2 separate regions of the Mus musculus genome follow, and region 2 is linked to region 1. Evidence: chromatin contacts called from public promoter capture Hi-C data. All regions are on one chromosome and are shown on one strand. The core of a region is the stretch at or near the end of the contact, and the rest is flanking DNA. Distances in the headings are between cores, read along the strand shown.

Region 1 (6,241 bases), core at 1,849-4,348:
CTCTTCATATACTTAGATATACCTGAGGATCTGGGCAAAACAGAGGCATGAGAAGGAGTTGATCTTAGAAGGCTTCACCACCAGAGCCTGGATCCCCACCCCACAAGGGACATGACTGAACTCTGGACATCTCTCCTAGACTGCTGTGTGGGTTGGACAAGATCAGACACTTGAGTCTGCGGGTCATCCTTCAGAGATTCTAACAGTGGTATGTGGCTGATGAGGTCTCATGTGGAGGCTGTTGCTGGAGTCTTTGAGTCCAGGAATCCTAACAAACCTGACTCCAAAACAGAGAAGTGAAAAACAGGAAAGGAACTTTAATCAGCAGAACTATACCAGGAAGAGAAGGGGGATGATGCTGTCAGCCCTGGCCTTGGAGGCCCTCATAGGAGTTCCCAGCTTACACAGGACTGGGGACAGAGGCTGGAGCAAGAAGCACGTGCTAATCAGCTTTGGCCAAAGTGTGGTCTGGTTGATCATTATCCTAGGATTGGTCTGGCAGGCCTTGTTCAGTTGCCGGGGGTTAGGGGGTAGTTTTGATCCTTGTCACAGATGTTTATCCAGGGGCTCTGTTGTTCCTGGAATCCACCAGACTGTAATGACTCCGTGCAAAGGGAACAGGTGCAAACTGGAGTCATCATACCAAGCTTTTGTTCTGGTTTTTAGTTAACCCATTGGGCACCCGGAGGGCCAAGAGAAGAGTCAATGCTTTTAGCAAGAGCACCCTGTGTGTCTTTGTTCAACAGCGGCCAGAGGATTGGAACGGCCAGTGCCCACCCTGGGTTTGGGGAAGAAGGGTCCTGGGTGCTCGGTGAGGAGAACCAGAAGAACGCTTGCTCTGGCTCCAGAAATGCTCTGCTCCCAAGTCAGGGGATGGTGGCTGAGAAAACCCACTTGGCTAAAGCTCAATCCATTCAAACGCATTCCCAAGCCCCCTCAGTGGCCATTTAGACCCTACCTCCTGACTGCTGTACGTCACACTCACCAACACACACACACACACACACACACACACACACACACACACACACACAAGAGAGCCTAAGACCAGTAAGCTGTGGTTACAAGGCTGCTGGAGGCCATCTGGAGCAATGCTAGGCTTCCCAGATCCGATGTACAGGGAGAGAGACATGTTTGGACTGCACAAGAGGTACTGGCAGGGACAGAGGACAGGGCAAGGCCAAAAGAGGCTGGAGAGATGGCTCAGCAGTTAAGAGCATTTGTTGCTTTTACAGAGAACCTGGGTCCGGTTCCCAGCATCCACATGGTGGCTCACAACCATCCATAACGCTAGTTCCAGGGCATCTGATGCCCTTTCCTGACCTCCACAAGCACCAGGCATGTATGTGGTGCATGCATGCATGCATGCATACATACATACATACATGCAGGCATCGCTTATGCATAAAATCGGTCTTTTTAAACCCCCAAGAATCCTTGTTTTTAAGCAAGAAAACAACAAATACTACTTCAATAGCTCTCTTTTATTGAGCACCTGCTTTGTGTCAGGCACTTTCCACATGTCTGTGCTTATTATTAAATGACCTCAGAGGTAGGTTTTATATCACTCTTACATAGGAAAAACTGAGGCTCAGTGGGGTAAGCAGCAGCTTATTCAAGGTCACCCAGCTGACTGACAAACGAAGACTGCGAATATGGCTCCCGGAAGAATGCTTGCTTAGTATTCAGCGCCCTGAGTTCTAGCTTCAACACTGCCAAGAAGAAGAAACCAAAGAATTGGCATTGGAGATGGGCATCGGGGGAGCCCCGAAGCTCTCCCCAGGACCTTTCACCCAGAGAACATTAAAGATTCGGGCACAGGCTCTGAGAGGGAAGCTGAGTTCTACTTCATTCTCCACCTTCTCTGGCAAGCCTCCAAGTCAGGAAAAACTCACCCCACCATAGTTGGAGCTGATCTCCTTAGAACAAGAGAATTACTGAGATGAAAGCCCTTACCCCATGCGTGTGTTGGCAGGCATCAGTGTGTAATGTCATTCATGTGCCAAGCACATCTCGGCCAGAATTAGAACATGGTTTTCCCACTAAGGCTTCACTCAGAGCACGCGCGTGCGTGCGTGCGTGTGTGTGTGTGTGTGTGTGTGTGTGTGTGTTCAGAGAGGCAGCTAGGTAATCTTAAAGGGCTGTTCATTTGCTACAGTTCTCTCCATTTTACAGCAGGAGTTAGGTTGAACTTGGGCTTGCTTTCCCAAGTTCAACCTAACTCAGTTCCTCAGCCCGACTCTCCAGTTTCGGAACTCTTAAACTGGGTTTGGCATTGTCCTAGGGAATCTACCTGAGGGGGGGGGTAGGTCAATGATCAAACAAAGCCTTGATCCTGCCCCTTTATCTTCCCTCTAGGCTTATCTAGCATCAAAGACCCATGGTGGGTGTCTCTCTCTCTCTGACAGAAGTATGTGTACATACACATAGACACAGGTTCTTGAATTAAGGCAACGAGTCCGGCCTGCATGGCCCTGCAAGTCTATCCACTAGATACATCTGGCCCCAGGTCTAGATCCAAAGTTGAGACCAGCATATATACAAATATGTTAACGCAACGTTAGGAGTCTTTTCACAGACAACTAGTTCAGGCTGAGCCCATCTCTTCTATGGACTGCTTCCTTGTCAGCTGGCCAAACCAAACATCTGTATCTTTTCTTCCCCAATGGAGTGGGACCAGGTCAATCACTGTGTGTTGGGAACTCATGGCCTAGCTGCTGCCATCAAGGAGGTACACTTTGTCTTCTTCCTTTCTTCCTTCCTTCCTTAGTTTTTGGAAGGGTTTCTCTGCTGTCCTGGAACTCACTCTATAGACCAGGCTGGCCTTGATCTCGAAGATCCACCTGCCTCTGCCTCCTGAGTGCTGGGATTAAAGGCGTGCGCCACCACCTCTGGGCTAAACGTATACTTTCTAAATATGGTAGAAAACTATTTGGGAACTTTAAAGAGGATCGGTTCCTCATTTCAGAGGACAAAGATGGCTACAAAGACCAGGGGAGGAGAGGTTTCCCTCTACTTTTAAAACCAGACCCTGTGTAGCAGGAAGAACAGACCTTTGACCTCTCCTTTTTTCTGGCTGACAACCCAGGGAAGAGGCTTTCTGCAGACTGAAGTGAATGGGCAAGGAGCCGAGGCTCTTAGGATTGTGCGCTGGTGCAGTTCCTCCCCTCCCAGGTCTCACCTACAGCTGTTGGCTGGAGCGCTTTAAAGTCAGTGCCCACTTCCTAGATGGTATAGAGGTGGGTCTTCCTGAGGGTTCAGCATTCGCATGTGGTAGAGGATTAAAAGTCTGTATGAAGGCTGGGGTTAGGGCTGTGGGATTCCTAGGTTCTGAGCTGGGTCAGGAAGCCCAGGTGAAATAGGCGACCTCATCCAGGTCGACAGGGTAATCCGTGAGCAGCACCGGCGTCTTGTCAAAAAGTTCACCCTTGTAGCTTCGCCATTTGCCGGCAGGCAGGTAGACATCACGCTCTTGCTTACCAGGCTCTAGCACCGGCGCCACCAACAGCGTGTCCCCGATGAGAAACTGTGAGTCAATGCGATGGGCCGTTTCATCCCCCGGTGCGATCCACCACAGGGGGCGCACGATGGGGTCGCCAGTGTCGGTGATCTCACCAGCAAGCTCTAGCAGCAGTGGCGCCACGAGGGAGGCGCGCAGAGCAGCGAATTTGTGTGCGATGGCTACCACTTCTGCGTCGTACTGCCAAGGAGGGATTGAAAACTGCATGGCAGGCATGAAGGCGGCCACCTCCAGCCAGCGCACGTAGAGCTCGCGCTCTGGCCCCGGCCCATCTTGGCGGCCGGCTGTGCGCTCCGGCACCGCGTTGCCACCTATCATATCGGGCAAGATGAACGGATAGCCCAGCATACTGACGGTGAGCACCGCAGGGATAAGAGAGCGCAGCCCCAGGTCGTAGCCCCATACCGAGTCGCGGTCCACTAGACGGAAGAAGCAGGAGATGTTCTGTGACTGGTACCCCACGCGGACCTCGGCTAGCGAGAAGAAGGGCTCCGCCATCTCGGTGTACCGCCTGCTCCACACACTGGGGTCAGACAGAGGCCTGTAGGTGCTGAAGTCCCTGGGCAGGTAGCTGACCTCACCCGCGTCGAACTTAAAGGAGGTCACGTTGTAGCGCAAGCGCAGGCGCCGTAGGTGTCCCTGGAACCACTCTCGGGCCTCTGGGTGCGTGAAGTCCAGCACTGCGCCAATACCGTTCCACCAGCGCACCAGCGCGGGCAGCCGGCCCGTGGGCTCGCGCACGAACAGCTCGCGCTCCACACCTTCGCCGAAGCTCGACGAGTTATAGTTGACAAACGGATGCACCCAAAGTGTGACGCGGAAGCCGGCATCTCGCAGGCGGCGGAACATGTCACTGGCGTTGGGAAACTTGCCCTCGTCGAAATTAAAGTCGCCATAGGCGGGCGTGTACATGTCATCGATTTCCAGGTGGCTGCTATTAAAGCGGTGCTGGCGGATCTGCTGGGCGAATTGCAGCACCTTGTTCTGGTCCACAGCGCGCCCATGCAGTGCCCACGTGGACCAAATGGGGTCTCGGAAGGCCTCTGACGCTGGTACCCTGGATGGCTTGTTGAAGTAACGTCGAACCATGTACTTGTGGATGGAAGTGACATCTGAGCCCACGCACACGCGGTAGCTGAGCTCTGGCGCGGCAGTACGGCCAGCTGGTGGCTTGTAAGATGTGTCGTGGTAGCGTGCCTGCAGTCTCATCGAACGCTCCGTGCTATTCCAGCCCAGGTGGAAGGGCACTGAATCATTGACTTTGATGGCAGCGGCGCGTGAAGATAACCAGTAGCGCTCAAGGATGCCCCCGAATGCGGCGTCAGATGAATAGACGTCGCTCGTGACAAATGGCTGCGGTTCTTGCTGGCCATCTAGGCGGATGGGCCAGTGTTGCGTCCTCATCTCTGCGCCGCCATACCAGTGCGCCGCAGCATCTCCCAGAAACATCGCGTGCTCCACAGCACGCCCTGGCACAGCTTCCTCCCAGCGCACGCGGTAGCACATTACAGTGTCCTTAGGTCGTACTGTCTGAATAAAGAAGTGCAACGGGCGTCCGTCGGCCGCTCGGGAGCAGCCAAGCAGCGCACCATCCCGGCTGCAGGAGTCAAGGTCTAGAGCACCGGAACGGAAGGCCAAGCGGAAGACTTGCTCACCCTTCTGGTTACGGATGGAGAAGCCGCCACGGTTCAGGTCCAGCAGCTCCGCGCGCAGGCGTTCAGCTTTGCGTAGGGAGGCACTGTAGTAGCACCAGGCCACAACTGCGGCCAACACCAGTAGCAGTCCCAGTACCGCGGAGCACAGCAGAGGTCTCAGCTCTTTAGTGGGCTTGGGTTTGGCAGGTGAAAAATTGTCAGGCAGGAAAGTGTACATGGTTGCTCGTGGGGTAACTTTGAGACTTTTAGGGCCTGCGTGGCTACCAGGTCGATGTCGGGGGTAGGCCTGGCTTGTCTCCTGAAGGTTCTGGGACATCAGTTCCTAGCGAAGGAAGGAACCACCACTCCGGGGCCCATCTGAATCTGTCAGGCTGAAGTCTGTAGAGGGGAGAGAGAGGAAACTGAGTTTTCTGATTCACGGTATTCCCATTTCTGCAGCCTAGTAGAGGGACCGAGAGCTTGAAAAATGGCAAAGGCAGGACTCTCGTCCAGGACAGCTGGTGTCCTACTTACTCTCGTTTCTCTCAGGCCCCAATGCTTGCCAAATTGGTGAGAACTCTGTGAATGGAGAGACCCATGTGAATTGAAAGAGTTTGCTTCTGTCCTTCCTCGGTAGAAAACTAAAGGCAGGGAAGCTAGGCTGTGTCCAGGATCCCAGCATAAGCAGTGAGCCCTGGAGAAGGACGAGGAAGCCCTGGCTAAAGAAGGGCTTACTCTTCTAACGTCCTGATAACACAAGGCGAATGGTCCAGCCAGTGCTTTGAGACCTTTAACAGTGCAGTCAGTAGGCAAGGCCAGAGGAAAGGGAACAGCGTTTCTCTGTGTAGCCCTGGCTGTCCTGGAACTCACTTTGTAGACCAGGCTGGCCTCGAACTCAGAAATCCACCTGCCTCTGCCTCCCAAGTGCTGGGATTAAAGGCGTGCGCCACCACGCCCGGCTTAGTCATGGAATTTGATCTTGAGACCAGCCAGATGGATATCTGGAAATTAAAGAAGACACCCAAAGCCACATTCAGTCACAGAGACTGGTTTGTCAGAAGGTAGGACTGGGGTCCAACATTACGGC
Region 2 (6,241 bases), core at 1,091-3,590, 160 kb after region 1:
TAGACTGCCTCCAGAAGGACTTTGCTCAGTAGCTGTGATGCCTTAATCCAAGACACTGGGGTGCCAAGGGGGAAACTACTGGGCAGCAGTGTGGGGGTGGGCTACCTCCTCTCAGTGAGCCATTAAGTAAAAGGTCACAAGCACCAAGCCTGCTGGAGAGAAGATGCTTAAATAAAAGCTTGCCTCCATCTCTCCCTAACTCAGAGGCCAAGCTGCACTGCCTCTCTATAACTAAGTGTTAATGACAGTACCTGCCTTAGGCTTAGAATGAGGCCTAAGCCACTAGGAAAAGACCAACCAGACTTCAGTGTGGGTTTCAGCCCAGAGCCAGTGTACCCCCCACCCAGCCCCAGCAGGGCCTCTCCCCTCAAGTGTTAGAAGTGGGAAGGGGGGGCACAGCCCCTAGGGTGACAGGATTGATGCTCCCTTTCTCCCTGAGGCATGGCATCACTACACCCCCCCCCACCCCCGCACTTGCTGGCCTCATCCTGCTGGTCTTCCCCCCAGTCTCCAGGGCGGCCTGCCTGTCCGGCGCCCCTCCCAAGCCCAGCCTGGGCTCTGGTTCATCTCAGCGGCACCCGCTGCCTCATTAAGCGGCCTCGTAAACAGGGGCAGCCGGTGGGGGCGAAGGAGGGGGCTGCTTTGGGCCATGTCTGGCTTTAGGGCCCTTTTGGTTCCTGTTCCAATCGTCTCCCCAGAAATATAAGGTCTAGGCCACCTGACCTGCTAGTCTGTTATACACATGCATGCGTGCCGTGTGTGTGTGTGTGTGTGTGTGTGTGTGTGTGTGTGTGTGCAGGAAGCCCTCCTAGTTCTGAGTCTGTGGTCCTGATGCTGGAGACCCTGGTTAAGGTCAGGGTCATGCTGAAATACACTTGAGCCTAGACCCTGCCCAAGCCAATCCTACCCCCAGCCCTGGAAGATGAGTGGCCACCAAAAGCCCTCCTGTCATGGTGGGGGGTGTGCCAGTCCCAATCTGTACCCCAGTCTACTCTGTCTATAAAGATTCCCTCTGACCAATCAGCTCCCCTCTCTCTTGGCCTACAGATTCCCACATGTCTTTTCCCAAAGACAAAGAGAAGAGCCAAGGGGCATAGACCAAGCTGCCACCTCAATGGTGGACTTGAGACACTACACTTCTTGCCAGTGATCTCTGGATAGTGACAATCTTAGGCCTGGCCCCTTCTGGCTAGGTTGTCACTGATCCTTAGGAGACGGACCCTTCAATTAACAAGAGCTGTTACTGACGACCACTAGCCTGGAAGCTGTCTCCCAAGTCAGCCGCAAATGTCAGACACTGCCCTCAAGCCTCCTGGGTGACTTAGGAAAAGAGCAGGTGACACCGGATTCCCATACTGGGCTCCAGTTCCTGCTTTACCTTGTCCATGCCGAGACAGTCTCTGACATACCACCTTTATAATTCACAGCTCATATTTTCCCTGAATATCCAAACGATCTTTTTCTCTGCTCTCCTCTTACAGTCACACACCTGTTACTCTCCAAGATCAAGGACAGGGAATATATTCTATGCAAAATTCAAGTTGAAAAGAGCCACAAGTCTAACCATTTCCAATGCCTGTGAAACCTGGAAGAAGGCTGTGACGTGCTATAGTACATGCATGTTCTCATACCATAGAACATGGATGTTCCCAGAGTAGATGTGAGTTCTGCCCACGGTATGATCCTTGGCATGTTGGCCCCATGCATGATTGCAGTATGATTCCTGCTGGAAGCTGTGTGTATGTGTGTGTGTGTGTGTTCCCATGTGTGGTGGGCAGTGTGCCAGCTCCACTGCAAGGCGTGTGCGCTGCATCGCGCAGAGCTGCTGCCTGTAGCTCGTTAGCGGGGGAGGGGGCTTGTGAAACCAGACCCTGGTTATTAGCAATGCATTAGGCTCGGGCAGCTGGCCAGGCAGGAGGGACTCCGGACTCTGTCAGGGAACACGTGAGAGTGTGAGTAGCCTTTGTGGGGGCCAGGCCTACAACCAGGACAGGCACCTAGGAATCAGATTACAGACTTTAAAGGCCAGACAGGAGAAGGGCATAAGGAGATGGCACTGGAGCCTGGTGGGGGTTCAAGCTGACCCCCAGGAGACAGACTGGCTTGCCTCACGGAACACTTCCAACTCTAGTACTAGCCCAGAGCTCAAGGGCCACCCAGAGTGCCCACAGCCTATAGGGCCGGGGGCTCTCCATATGAGAAAGCCTACAAGCATTCAGATCTCTGGCCATTTCCTAGACTCTCCATCAGAACTTGATCAATATCCAGACCGTAGCTTCTCCCCATACTGACCCTTGTCCACTGTTTGATTCCCAGCCTAGGACACCACCTGACCTATAACCTCAAACTGACCTTTAAACTAGGCCTAATTGATTGATTGGAGCCTAAATAACCCTCATGATCTAAACTCAATCCCAATGTCTGGTTCTAATCCCTTGGGCCCATCTGTAAATCTTTGAGGAGTGGGACCATTCTGTTCTCTGGATCCAGCACAGCCCCACGCCTGGCTGGGACTAGCAGCTGGGGGGTTGGTACTGAGTGGGAAACACTGCTAGCCCTGTCCCCCACCCCAGCACTTCTCTCCAGTATTCTGATGAGGGTGCCTCCCTTGGCCCCATCCATTTTCCCAAACCCACGGGATGCCTTCCACCCCCCCCCCCCCGCCCCTCCCCACAGCGAGCCTCTCAGACTCACATCGGGTCCCCTGTTGGTGCCAATCCTGCCTGGAGCACAGTTTCCTCTCTCTGTGTACTGTGTAGCTCAGGCACCAGGAATCTGGGCAAGGCAGGATACTCACATGCTGCCATTGGTCCAGGATGAGAGGCCGGTAGCGCAGGAAGAACTTGAGAGGAAAGGATTCAGGGTCGGGCCAAGTTGAGGGTGTCTGCCATGTCACCTCCAGCCGACGGGGGTTGCTGGGCACTGGCCGGGCCACCACGTTTTCTGGAGGATCAGGCTTCACTGTTAAGGAAACATAGCTTCATCAGTGTGCTCTGGAACAACCCTTTACCGTCAACTCCAGCCCCTGATCAGCCATCTCTGATGTCAACCATTGACAGTCACCATCTCTCTTCTCTGTTGTCAGCTCTGGCAACTACATTGAACACCATCTGATTGCCACCTCTGCTGTGTTCCCACCATCACCACTGACTGTCCCTAGGCAGAGTTACCAGCACTTGGTAGCAATATCCTAACTGTCACAACTATCACTACTCCACTCTCATGGTGTCCAGCATCCCAAAGCCTATGTGATACCTGCACCACGATCATGCTCACCTCTACTGCCACCCAGATCACCCCTCTTACACCACAGCACACACGTCCTCTGCCAGCTTCCCCTCAGGTTTTGTGTTTCCCAGTTCTCAACTGAGCCTGGGCTCCCTCAGAAGAGTCTGGGTTTGAGGATGCTCTGTGGGTTGGTGGTAAGCTGGGGATCTAATGGTGGCGGCATCTGAGGGCTCAGCTCTAGAGCAATGGTCTGACTGAATATCTAGCCGTGAATCTCGTGGGGAAGACAGAGAGGGAAGATGGAATAGAGGAAGGCAAGAGAGTCTCCGAGACCAATAAAGGGTTTGTCCGGGGTGGGGTACGAGCAGGCAGTGCCTGTCTGGAGCAGGGCGAGGGCAGGCAGAGGGTCTGGATGGGATAAGAGGTGGGGAGAGGGCAGTGTCTGTCCTTCTCCTGTCTCCTGTTCTGACACCTCATTCATCACAGGCCGTAAGGAAGCCATTAGCATGGGGTGCGGGGAGCCTGCAGCTGCGCAGGAGTCTGGCCCAGCTCGCTCCCTTTTCCGCCTGCTGCATGTTCTCTGAGCCAAAGAGACAATGAAAAGAGCTGATGGGGGAAGTCTGCCCTGCAGGTAAAGGATAGCTGCTTATATGGTCCTGGGTATATATGGAGGCATCATGCACACGTGTGAGCATCCACAGCAGGACTCACTCGTGCATGCCTCTGACACACTCACTCCTGGAACATGTAGCATCTCCCCACCACCACCACCACCACCACCACCACGACCACACGCACCAATGGTGAATTCGTCAAAGGTGATGGCCGTAGTGTTGTGACCCAAGGCGTTGCTGACACTTATGGAGACCTTGTACTTGATGGTTGAGAACAGGTGCATGTACCGAATGTGGCAGCGGTTCTTGAGGGCTGGGTCCTTCTCACAGACCATAATTTTGGAGCCATGCCTGGAAAGGAATGAGGCCCAGGTACTGTTACCATCATCAAGGGGCAGGCTGGGGCAGGCTAGGGGAAGGTCAAGCCCAAGGCTGGGCTGGGGTCTTAGACTCAGGACATGATGAGGAGAGGGGGAGGTCAAAGGTCAGGGCTGGGACCGGGTCAAGAGCGCAGTTACTCACAGCACAGTCACATTGAAGGTATTGGGGATGTAGGTGGGGGTGGGCAGGTGCCAGCTGCAGTAGAAGCCCTTGGGGTAAGTGTTGGAGCGGCAGCTGAGCACAGGCTCCCGCGGCGGCACTGAGGGGGGTGAGGACAGGACAGGGAGGTCAGGGTCCTCTTGAAGCCTCCGGTCCCCTGTACTAGTCAGGGGACAGGTGGGCCCCAGAGCCCCAGCACTCCCCCTCTCAGCCTATCATCGATGCCAAAGGTGGGGGGAGGGCTGTCAGCGAGGGTCTGAGGCTTCCCAGGCCACAGAGAGCCAGATGTTTAATTAAAGAAAAACAAGGCTGTGTGGAGGATCCCCCCCCACACCTGCTCAATGGAGGCAGGAACTGTGTGGAGGGGGGGGCAGGGGGAGGGCTGTGGGCCTCAGCTCATCAATCACCACGTGGATGTGATGTCTCAGGGAATTGTCTCTGTCCGTGTCTCTTGTCACACTGTGTCCACTTCCGAAGGAAGGAGCGCCATAGAGACTGAAGGCATCCAAGTGGCCTCTACCTGCCAGGGCGACCCCTGCACGGTTTGTAGACGAGATGCATGCCCCCTGCGCCGCCCCCCCCCCAGGCTTCCCATCTGTTGATTGATAGACAAACAGGCCTGGTAGCCACACAGGAGTGCAAGATGACTAGTCATGAGCACATCCATGTGTGTACATACCTGCAGGCATCAGTGTATGTGACACACATGTCTCTGACATGACGGAGTGATTGGTGACATAAAGCAACTATGGAGGGCTTGGTCATGTCATCCATGCACGACCATATGTGAATATTTATGTGTACAAAGTGTCTGTTGGAAGAAAGCGGCTGTTCCCTTGGTGTGTTCCCCACTGGCTCCTGGCTCCAGCTGCCAAGTCTACCAGCACCTGAAGAAAGGCCATGACATGCTCGGAAGAGGTACAAAGAAGGATACTATTTTGCCTGAGGTCACAGAGCAACCACACTGGAATTAATCTCAGAAAGGTATTACAGGACTACATTGGGGAAGTACTTGCTGTTGTCTAACTGTGGTTTTTGATGCTGTGAGCATATAGGCCAGCTGCCCCACCTTCAGGCACTGGGCAAGGCGTGAGGACAGGCAGCTCAAGTTCCTGGAAGGAGGCAACCTCTGTGATCTGACCCAGGCGAGGAATGTCTGTGGCTCCGCAGACAGGACACCTCCCTTCCGTGCTCCTCCCCGCCCCCTGCCTGACAGGTGGACAGGAAATGGGAGGGGTAGCTCCACAAGCCAGGGACAGTGAAGGGGAGAACAGGCTAGCTTGTAGGCTCATTGAGTGGCGGTGGTGACCCTCAGGGGACTGAGGCTTCCGTTGACAGCATGCATGATTTGGGGTGACTTCATGCACACACCTAGTATGTACAGTCTGTGCGAAGACGTGGACGAACCTGGGATGCCAGAGCCCAAGCCTAGCTCTGCAGCAAGAGATGAGGGCAGGAAGGCACCAGGAGAACTCCCCTGCAGCAGGTGGAGCAGTGCTGTGGGCAACTGCAACCCCTCCCCAGCTCACAGGGGAAGACACACAGGGGCCCGCCTTGCATTCTGCCTGCCACTGACTGCCTGTCCATCCAGGGTGCCTGAGCACTGCATGGGGGTGGGGTGGGGGTGGCCAAGGACACAGGAAGTGCCTTCTGGGGGCCTGTGGGCCAGGCCAGAGCTGGCATCAGCTCTAGGAGGAAAGGACATTCCGAGGTCGCTGAGAAACCTCCACTCCCCGCTCCTGCTGCTGCCCCCCCTTTACCCCCAGCTTCAAAGGAGAAGAGCGCTGGCGGGGGGGGGGGGGGGAAGCTGCAGAGTCAGCTCTCTGTTGCCTGCCCGGACTGTGGAGGGCAGAGCAGGC

The links. Capture Hi-C pulls out chosen DNA fragments and counts their contacts.
Region 2: a promoter capture Hi-C map of liver shows a contact between it and region 1. The contact joins two enhancer-like sites. A contact is called at or near these places in 2 of 39 promoter capture datasets (the C10 cell line and embryonic stem cells), 1 of 484 Hi-C or Micro-C datasets (bone marrow-derived macrophages), 23 of 115 datasets of contacts at active chromatin or transcription factors (the NIH/3T3 cell line, bone marrow-derived macrophages, craniofacial prominence and 13 more) and 5 of 9 other capture datasets (adipose tissue, embryonic stem cells, liver and 2 more).

The regions. Positions count from the first base shown.
Region 1 is chr4:41,494,138-41,500,378 of GRCm38.p6, forward strand. Myorg (myogenesis regulating glycosidase (putative)) reads right to left here. Exons shown (of 2, transcript NM_001085515.2): 2 at 1,464-5,553. The coding sequence starts at 5,491. The coding sequence ends at 3,341. Among named protein-coding and RNA genes, the nearest start is that of Myorg, 5.8 kb to the right of the region's middle. Within about 2 kb of position 3,099, at least 41 of the 459 cell types and tissues checked have an H3K27ac peak or open chromatin away from gene starts, as enhancers often do. A contact at or near this core is called in craniofacial prominence and liver, where this site is marked.
Region 2 is chr4:41,659,176-41,665,416 of GRCm38.p6, forward strand. It overlaps Cntfr (ciliary neurotrophic factor receptor), which reads right to left. Exons shown (of 10, transcript NM_001136056.3): 5 at 4,365-4,482; 6 at 4,027-4,193; 7 at 2,798-2,961. Among named protein-coding and RNA genes, the nearest start is that of Gm12405, 19 kb to the left of the region's middle. Within about 2 kb of position 2,341, at least 27 of the 459 cell types and tissues checked have an H3K27ac peak or open chromatin away from gene starts, as enhancers often do. A contact at or near this core is called in craniofacial prominence and liver, where this site is marked.